2 separate regions of the Macaca mulatta genome follow, and region 1 is linked to region 2. Evidence: chromatin contacts called from public Hi-C data. All regions are on one chromosome and are shown on one strand. The core of a region is the stretch at or near the end of the contact, and the rest is flanking DNA. Distances in the headings are between cores, read along the strand shown. Region 1 holds the start of LOC114674074. Region 2 holds the start of LOC722722.

Region 1 (4,102 bases), core at 27-2,526, 110 kb after region 2:
ACTTGGGGTCTCTCTTTGAAAGGCAAGCAACAAGGGAGACAGTACCTGTATCTCGGTAGGAAGTTAAATATTTCAAACATCAAATAATTCCAATGTAAAAGTATGGACCTTTAAATACTGAGCTTTGAAAGGAATGTGGTCATGCAACCTGAGTCCAGTGGTATGCAGATGCAACTTCTAAGAGTTTTCCTGACCAGACGCGGTGGCTAACACTTGTAATCCCAACAGTTTGGGAGGAGGAGGCGGCTGGATCACTTGACGTCAGGAGTTCGAATCCAGCCTGGCCAACGTGATGAAACCCCGTCTCTACTAAAAATACAAAACAATTAGCCAGGCTTGGTGGCGCCCGTCTGTAATCCCAGCTAGTTGGGAGGCGGAGGCAAGAGAACTACTTTAACCCACGGGGTGAAGGTTGCAGTGAGCCGAGATCTCGCCACTGCACTCCAGCCTGGGTGACAGATAAATACTCTGTCTCAAAAAAGAAAAGAAAAGAAAAATGTAAATATAAGAATGAAAGTAATAGATCTCTTCCACAAATGTGCTAGGACAACTCACTGGATATTCACATGAAAAAGAATAATATTGGATCCCTATCTCACACAATCAAAAATTTTATTTAAAGAAATTTAAAAGAGAGAGAGAGAGAGACGAGGAAGGGAGCGCTGCAGGAGGAGGTGTTACTTTGTCGCCCAGGCTAACTTGGAGCCCCAGGTTCAGCGATCCTCCCGCCGCTCCTCTCTGAGTAGCTGGAACCTCAGGCTTTCGGCCCTGTGCCCGCATCTCTGCTGGGTTTAAGCAGCAGGTGGTGACCTCACTCCTTCCTGGCCTGAGCACTCGGTCCCGCATCCTAGGCGGTGGCCCTAGGAAAGTCTCTGAAGCTGAGCATAGGGTGGACTCTCCCTTCCCAGTGAACGGAGAATAGAAAGGGAGAGGATTTCTATTCTATTATTTGGGCCGTCAGCCTGAAATCGTTACGCTGCACCCAGGCAGGGCTTTGCATTTCACGTTCTAGTTTGCATCCCCGTTTCAGACAATTACAGGGCTTTTGAATCACGCCTCAGCCTTCCTGGCAGGTCCCGCCTCCAAAGCTCGAAAACCAGAGGCGCTGGGAGCTAGGATGAGAGGCGCACAGGTCCCGCCCGGGTCCCGCCCTCTGCTAATTCTGAAGGGCAAGGTCTCTCCGCCTCGCGCCCCGCCCCTACCTCGCCCAGGCCCGCCCACCTCCTCGTGGGTCCCGCCCAGGCCTGGCTTCTGTCCTGCCTGCGCAGATTTACGCAAACCCGGAAGCGGATCGCGTGGAGTGACGGTCCCACCGCAGCGGTGAGTTTTGCTCTGTGTTAAGTCTGCGTGTCGTAGGTCCCCGGCGCTTCTGTACCTGGGCCCTGGGGTCCCCATAGACCTGGAAATTGTCACCCGTCTTCATTCACCCACAGCAAATTTAGACGTCCCCGTGAGAGTCCAGGCGTTGCTTCCTTTTGGGTTTAAAGTCGCCCTGAGGATGGTCCCTTCGCGGGTCTTTCTCTTACAGGGCAGTGTATACACTTCCCATCGCGTAGTTTTCCTGCTCAAAACCTTTTTCTGACTCCTCCCGACCCGCACTTTTTCAAGTCCTGACGGCAAGGCGGATTCCCGCTCTTGGCGCCTCCCAGCCTTGTCTTAAGGCGCCGTCGCCCCCCACCTCCCTCCTCGTTCCGGGCCCTTATGCTCCCCAGGTCTCCCCACCGCAGTCACCGCTTACCCTGAGCCCGTAGGGGAGGTGCCCGGGGCTGTCCTATGACACCGGGTGTTCTTGCCTGCCCAGCCACTGGAAAATGCGCTTCTCCGGGATGCAGGCGTCTTACTGCAGAGCCCCCTGTGATTGTGTGGGCCAAAGGGATCAGGAGACTGAGAGAGAGCAGTAGAAAACCTGAGACAGAGAGAACAAGAATGAGAAAGACCATAACAGATGGCAAAGTAGAGGATGGCTGAGGGATTTGTGAAGAGAGCAAAAATGAAAAAAAAGAAAAGAAAAAAGAAAGCAGGAGGAGCAGATCCCAGGGAAAAAGAAAAGAAAACAAGAGCTAGAGCGAGAAGGGGAGAATGAGAGATATGTACAGAGTTAGGGAGGGAAGCACAGTAATGAAGACAGAGGACCTGGGCGCAGTGGCTCATGCCTGTAATCCCAGCAGTTTAGGAGACTGAGGCAAGGGGATTGCTTGAGTACAGGAGTTCGAGGCCAGCCTGGCCAACATAGTGAGAACCCCATCTCTGCCAAAAGAAAAAAAAAATTAACCGGGCGTGATGGTGCACACCTGTAATCCCAGCTACTCTGGAGGCTGAGGCAGGAGGATTACTTGAGCCCAGGAGGTCCAGGCTTCAGTGAACTGAGATCATGCCACTGCACTGCAGCCTGGTCAACAGAGCGGGACCCTGTCTCAAAAGATTAAAAGGGGTGGGGGACTTTGGGTTCAGATGAATGGGTGAGTTCATTGGATATGATTAGTTGTGACAGGTTGACTTCTCTGTATATAATCTAATAACTTAAAACTTGTTTAAATTATACAGATGATATTGAGAATTTTAAAATTCCTATCTCTAAGGCATGTACATTCTATAAATCTTGGCATCAGAGGTCAGCTTCCACTTGGAATCCCTATTCAGCCAGAGTGTAGTAACTTAATTCAATTGTGAGACACTCTCTTCCCTTTTCCCATGGTGGGGTACGGGCAGTGAAATGGGAGAATCACTTTCTGTTATTATGTAATAGTTTTAATTTAATTAATATATATTTTGAGACAGAGTCTGGCTCTGTCCCCCAGGCTGGAGTGCAGTGGTGTGATCTCTTCTAACTGCAGCCTCGACCTCCTAGACTCAAGCAATCCTCCTGCCTCAGCCTCCTGAGTAGCTGGGACCACAGGCATGAGCCACCAAACCCGGCTAGGTTTTGTTTTTTTTGTTTTTGTTTTTTTTGTTTTTGGCAGAAACGGGATTTCACTATGTTTCCCAGGCTGGTCTCAATTCTGGCCTCAAAGGATCATCTGGCCTTGGCCTCCCAAATTACTGGGATTACAGGTGGGATTACAGAGAGGAGCCACCGTGCCTGGCCTACGGAGTCGTTGTTTGTTTGTTTGAGACGGAATCTCACTCTTGTCCAGGATGGAGTGCAATGGCACAATCTGAGCTCACCGCAATTTCCACTTCCCAGGTTCAGACGATTCTCCTGCCTCAGCCTCCCGAGTAGCTGGGATTACAGGTATGAGCCACCACGTCCAGCAAATTTTGTGTTTTTAGTAGAGACAGGATTTCTTCATATTGGTCATGCTGGTCTCAAACTCCCAACCTCAGATGATCCACCCACCTTGGCCCCTCAAATGCTGGGATTGCAGGCATGAGCCACCACGCCTAGCCCATAGTACTTTTTAAAAGAGCAGTGGCTCATGCCTGTAATCCCAGCACTTTGGGAGGCCGAGGCGGGTGGATCACAAGGATCACAAGGTCAGGAGTTTGAGACCAGCCTGACCAACACGGTGAAATCCCTTTGCTCCTAAAAATTTAAAAATTAGTTGGGTGTGGTGGCACGTGCCTGTAATTCCAGCTACTTAGGAGGCTGAGGCAGGAGAATCACTTGAACCTGGGAGGCGGAGGTTGCAGTGAGCCAAGATTGTGCCACTGTACTCCATCCTGGGTGAGAGTGAGACTCCATCTCAAAAAAAAAAAAAAAAAAAGGGCCATCAAAGCTGGGCGTGGTGGCTCATGCTTATAATCACAGCACTGTGGGAGCCAATCACCGAAGGTCAGTAGTTCACGACCATTCTGGCCAACATGGTGAAACCCCGTCTCTAGTAAAAATACTAAAAAAGTAAGCCAGACGTGGTGGTGTGCACCTGTAGTTCCAGCTGCTCAGGAGGCTGAGGCATGAGAATCAGACTTGGGAGGTAGAGGTTACAGTGAATTGAAACGATACCACTGCCCTGCAGTCTGGGGGGCAGAGCGAGTCTTCATCTCAGAAAAACAAAGAAACAACAACAACAAAAAATGAAAGCAAAAGGGACATCGAAAGTGCTTTTGTTCTCATTGTGTAACATATTTTCTTTCTGGTTCCTCTTCATTTCTTTCTTTCCTT
Region 2 (4,641 bases), core at 1,255-3,754:
GAACTAGTAACAGTATAATGAAAACAATCTTCTTTTTAAAGTAGCTCTCATTAAACACACACACACACACACACACACACACACCCCACATCCTGTATTTCCAATAGAAAATATGCTATGGCACCTAATTAAAATACATTTCCAGACCTATGTAAATAAATTACAAAACTGCTGAATTGGTGATGCCAATAAGACAGAGGAATAGGAAGTCCCAAACACTATCCCCAAACACTATCTCCATCATGAAGACACACATCTAGTAACAACACATTTACCAACTGCCTTTGTAAGAAATCTAGACACCACGTAAGTGGTTGGACTTTTTTTTTTTTGAGACCGAGTCTCACTCTGTCACCCAGGCTGGAGTGCAGTGGCAAGATCTCGACTCACTGCAGCCTCCACCTCCTGGGTTCAAGCAATTCTCCTGCCTCAGCCTCCTGAGTAGATGAGATTACAGGTGCACGCCGTCACACCCAGCTAATTCTTTGTATTTTTAGTAGAGACAGAGTTTCACCATGTTGGCTGCGCTGGTCTCGAACGCCTGACCTGAAGTGATCCACCCACCTCACCCTCCCAAAGTGCTGAGCGTGAGCCACTGAGCCCAGCCTGGAACTCTTAATAAATGCCCAGTAGGAAAATTGGAGACACTGATAGAGGTCCTACCCTGGCATCACGGGGTATCACTGTGATGAAACCACCGACTCTTGATTTCTCAAAGGGTAGAGAAAGTATGGAAAGGTCCATCTAATATCCTGACTTTTCAGGGCACTGCCTGAGGGACAAGTTTCTGTCTTGGTTGAACATAAACACTGAAAATGACAGGATGCCAGGTCAGGGAAATCACTGAGAACAAAGGCAATCAACATAAACCAGAGTCTGCAGTAACGCACGCAGACACTAGGTGGAGAACCAGACCACAGCTTACCATGAAAACACAGGGACTGCAGAATTGCAGGCTGTGAACAGGAGCGTTCCTGAAGAAAAACTGGCAAAAATTCTCAGGTAACTATAAGCAAAAGCCCAGAGACGCCACATTCCCAGAAAAGGCTTCAGAGGTCTCCAGAATCTCTAGTCAGGCTGAATAGAGAATGTCTTCCCTGAAGGAAGCCAGAAATAAAAAAGTAGGAGTGGCTGATTAGTGAAATGCTGAGGTGCCAAGATAACAAGACATTCAAGAAGATAAGGAAACATGATCCACACAAAGGAACAAATGAAACCACCACAAACTGACACTAAAGAGATGAAGATGTGTGAATTATCAGACAAAGAATTGAAAATAAGAGTCACGAGATGGTCAATGAATTAAGAGAACATACATAGACATCCACAGGAAATCAGGAAAACAAGATATGAGCAAAATAGACTACCAATAAAGAGACAAAAGCTATAAAGGAGAAACAGAAATTTTAGAGCTGAAAAATGTAATCAGAAACACTGAACACAGAGCCTTGGTGCTCAATGCTGCACACAGATTGCAATCCCCTGGGCCACCGTAGTTATTACTGAGGGTAGATCCCAACCTGACCATGGGAATAGGAATCTTGGGCAAAGGAAAGTTGAAATGGTTAATACGTTAATACGTTAAAGTACGTTAAAAGGTATGTTTGCCAGCGAATGGGACAGAAGTTGAAATGGTTTATGATGAAATGGTTATTTCTGCCAGCAGGTAGGACAGAAGAGCTACTAGTGAGACTGAAGCAACTCTGGGTGTGGGGATCTGGCATCTCTGGGGGTGTCAGTCTGGGGTAGATTGAATGCCCGAAAGTTTCTGCAATGTGGATTAATTTAAGCTTAACTAAAAAGCCCTGAAAATGTCTGTGAAGTGTATGCAAACTAGAATGTGAAATGCAAAACTCTGCCTGGGCAGAATGTGTAAGTAATTTCAAGTCACCTCGCAACAGAACTTAACACAATCCCCTCCATATTCTACACCCATTCACAATGAAGGGAGAGAGTCAGCCCTGTGCACAGTTGCAGAGATTTTCATATGGTAAACACCTGGGGTGTGGAGCGAGGAGGGCTAATACCGGTGACATTAACTCTTGCTTTAGAAAAAGCAGTAACTTTTTAAAAATAGTAGAGCAATTTAAGTTTGCAACTTACGAAAATATCTTGTTTCCAATAGCGATGGCCCACATAATTCTAACGGTTTACCTTAAAATTGAAACATTAACTTAAAATAAGCAGAAAGCAAAACTGCTCCGCAGGACACGAAATAGACTTAAGCGTTCCCAAACCCAGAAGATAGGGACGCTCTGGGAACGCAGGTTCCCACCCGCCCTCCTTTGGTCCCTCCCGGCCCCGCCCCCTGCCTGTCCAGACCCCGCCCCACCCTGCGCGTTTTCTCCCCGGCCCCTCCCTGTGCCGGTCGCGCCCCTCCTAGGCCCCGCCCCTAGGACCCCTCAGTCCTCTCCGGCCCCGCCCCCTGCCCTACTCTTTCTGGCCAGACCCCGCCCCTTCCCCGCCCCCAAGCCGCCAGGTCTCAGCTGCGCGCGGTTTTCTGCAAACCCGGAAGCGGATCGCGGGGAGTGAAGGCTGCGCCGCAGAGCGTGAGTTTCACTCTCTCCAGATTAAATCTGCGCTTCGCAGTCCCCCTTCTTCCATCCGCCGGGTCTGGAGAGGATCCCTACAGATCTTAAAATGCCCGCACCGCGCCCTCCACCCCAGGTAAATTCTGACGTTGCTGCGAGAGTGCGGGGATCGCTTTCCCTTTGGGTTAAAGTCCCTCTAAGGCTACTTCCTGAATCTGGTCTTTCTGCCTTGCGCTAGGTAAACATGGCCTTTCGCGTCTTTTGCTACCTAAAATCCTTTACCGATTTTTCTTCCCGCCACGCAGGAGGGCGCTTTTTTTTTTCTTTTTTTTTTTTTCTGAGACGGAGTCTCGCTGTGTCGCCCAGACTGGAGCGCAGTGGCGAGATCTCGGCTCACTGCAAGCTCCGCCTCCCAGGTTCACGCCATTCTGCCTCCCAAGTAGCTGGTACTGCAGGCGCCCGCCACCACGCCCAGCTGATTTTTTTTTTTTTTTTTTTTTTTAAGTAGAGAGGGGGTTTCACCGTGTTAGCCAGGATGGTCTTGATCTCCTGACCTCGTGATCCGCCCGCCTCGGCCTCCCAAAGTGCTGGGATTACAGGCGTGAGCCACCGCGCCCAGCCGGGGGCACTTTTTAGAGCCTTCACCTGCAAGGTGGGTTCAGGTCTATCCGGTTCTCCAAGACTCGCCCTTGTTGGCCCTTGGTGCGCAGCGCTGCAGCCTCAGTCCGGAGGGGCCGGTTCCTTAACCTTGGTTCTGGGATTCTGCAGACCCCACCCCTGTCCTAAGGTGCCATCTGTCTTTCTCGTCTGAAATCTTTCTCAGGGAGGGCCTTCAGCTCCCACGCCCCTTTAGGCAGTCACCTCCCGTGGTGGGAAGGTGAGCTGGGCTTGTTCTGTGACACCCATGGTGGAGGAGGTGACCTTGGCCTGTCCTGTGACACCCAGTATTCTTTTTTTTATTTTTTGAGAACGAGTCTCCCCCTCTATTACCCAGGCTGGAGTGCAGTGGTGCGACCTCGGCTCACCGCAACCTCCACCTCCCAAGTTCAAGCGATTCTCCTGTCTCATCCTCTGAGTAGCTGGGATTACAGGCATGAGCCACTGCGCCCAGCCAACATGGAACACTTCTGACAGCAAATGTGTGGGAGTTTTTTTCCCACACACTAGGCAATTCTCCAGTGGACACCAGCTGCGTGTCCTATAATTCAATTCAATTCTGACACTGTGCACCTGGAGTTAGAGTCAGATCCAACAGGTTAAGGTCTTAGTCCCACAAGACCAGCCCCCCCCCCCCCGCCCCACCCTGCTGCCACTTCAGACATCAGTCAAAAGTAATAGATTGTCACCTGTCCTTAAAACTGACCTATATTTTGGGGCTCCCATGACTCCCTCTTTGGTTTTGATTAATTTGTGAGGACAGCTCACAGAACTGCTGGAAGCACTTACTTATGTTTACTGATTTTTTTTGCAGTCAGTCCTCGCTTAATGTTTTCTATAGGTTCTTGGAAATTGAGTCATGAATGAAATGATATACAGCAGGTCCTCAAATAACGTTGTTTTGTTCAATGTCATTATTATTATTATTATTATTTTTGAGACGGAGTCTCGCTCTGTTGCCCAGGCTGGAGTGCAGTGGCATGATCTCGGCTCACTGCAAGCTCCACCTCCCGGGTTTATGCCATTCTCCTGCCTCAGCCTCCTGAGTAGCTGGGACTACAGGTGCCCGCCACCTCGCCCGGCTAGTTTTTTGTATTTTTTTTTTTTAGTAGAGACAGGGTTTCACTGTGTTAGCCAGGATGGTCTCGATCTCCTGACCTCGTGATCCGCCCGCCTCGGCCTCCCAAAGTGCTGGGATTACAGGCTTGAGCCACTGCGCCCGGCCTATTATTATTATTTTGAGATGGAGTCTAGCTCTGTCGCCAGGCTGGAGTGCAGTGTCTCGGTCTCCACTCATTGCAACCTCCACCTCTCGGGTTCAAGTGATTCTCCTGCCTCAGCCTCCCAAGTAGCTGGCATTACAGACACGTGCTGCCATGCCCAGCTAATTTTTGTATTTTTAGTACAGATGGGGTTTCACCATATTGGCCAGGTTGGTCTCAATCTCCTGACC

The links. A called contact is a pair of places that touch in the nucleus more often than the background predicts.
Region 1: a contact with region 2 is called in a Hi-C map of fetal cortex germinal zone, with 3 times the contacts expected there. The contact joins the promoter of LOC114674074 here to the promoter of LOC722722 in region 2. A contact is called at or near these places in 2 of 14 Hi-C or Micro-C datasets (fetal cortex germinal zone and liver).

The regions. Positions count from the first base shown.
Region 1 is chr19:65,545,634-65,549,735 of T2T-MMU8v2.0, forward strand. It overlaps LOC114674074, which reads left to right and starts at 1,277. Exons shown (of 5, transcript XR_013410167.1): 1 at 1,277-1,320. It overlaps LOC144337324 (a long non-coding RNA gene), which reads right to left and starts at 567. Exons shown (of 3, transcript XR_013410298.1): 1 at 1-567.
Region 2 is chr19:65,437,646-65,442,286 of T2T-MMU8v2.0, forward strand. It overlaps LOC722722, which reads left to right and starts at 2,505. Exons shown (of 6, transcript XR_013410217.1): 1 at 2,505-2,667.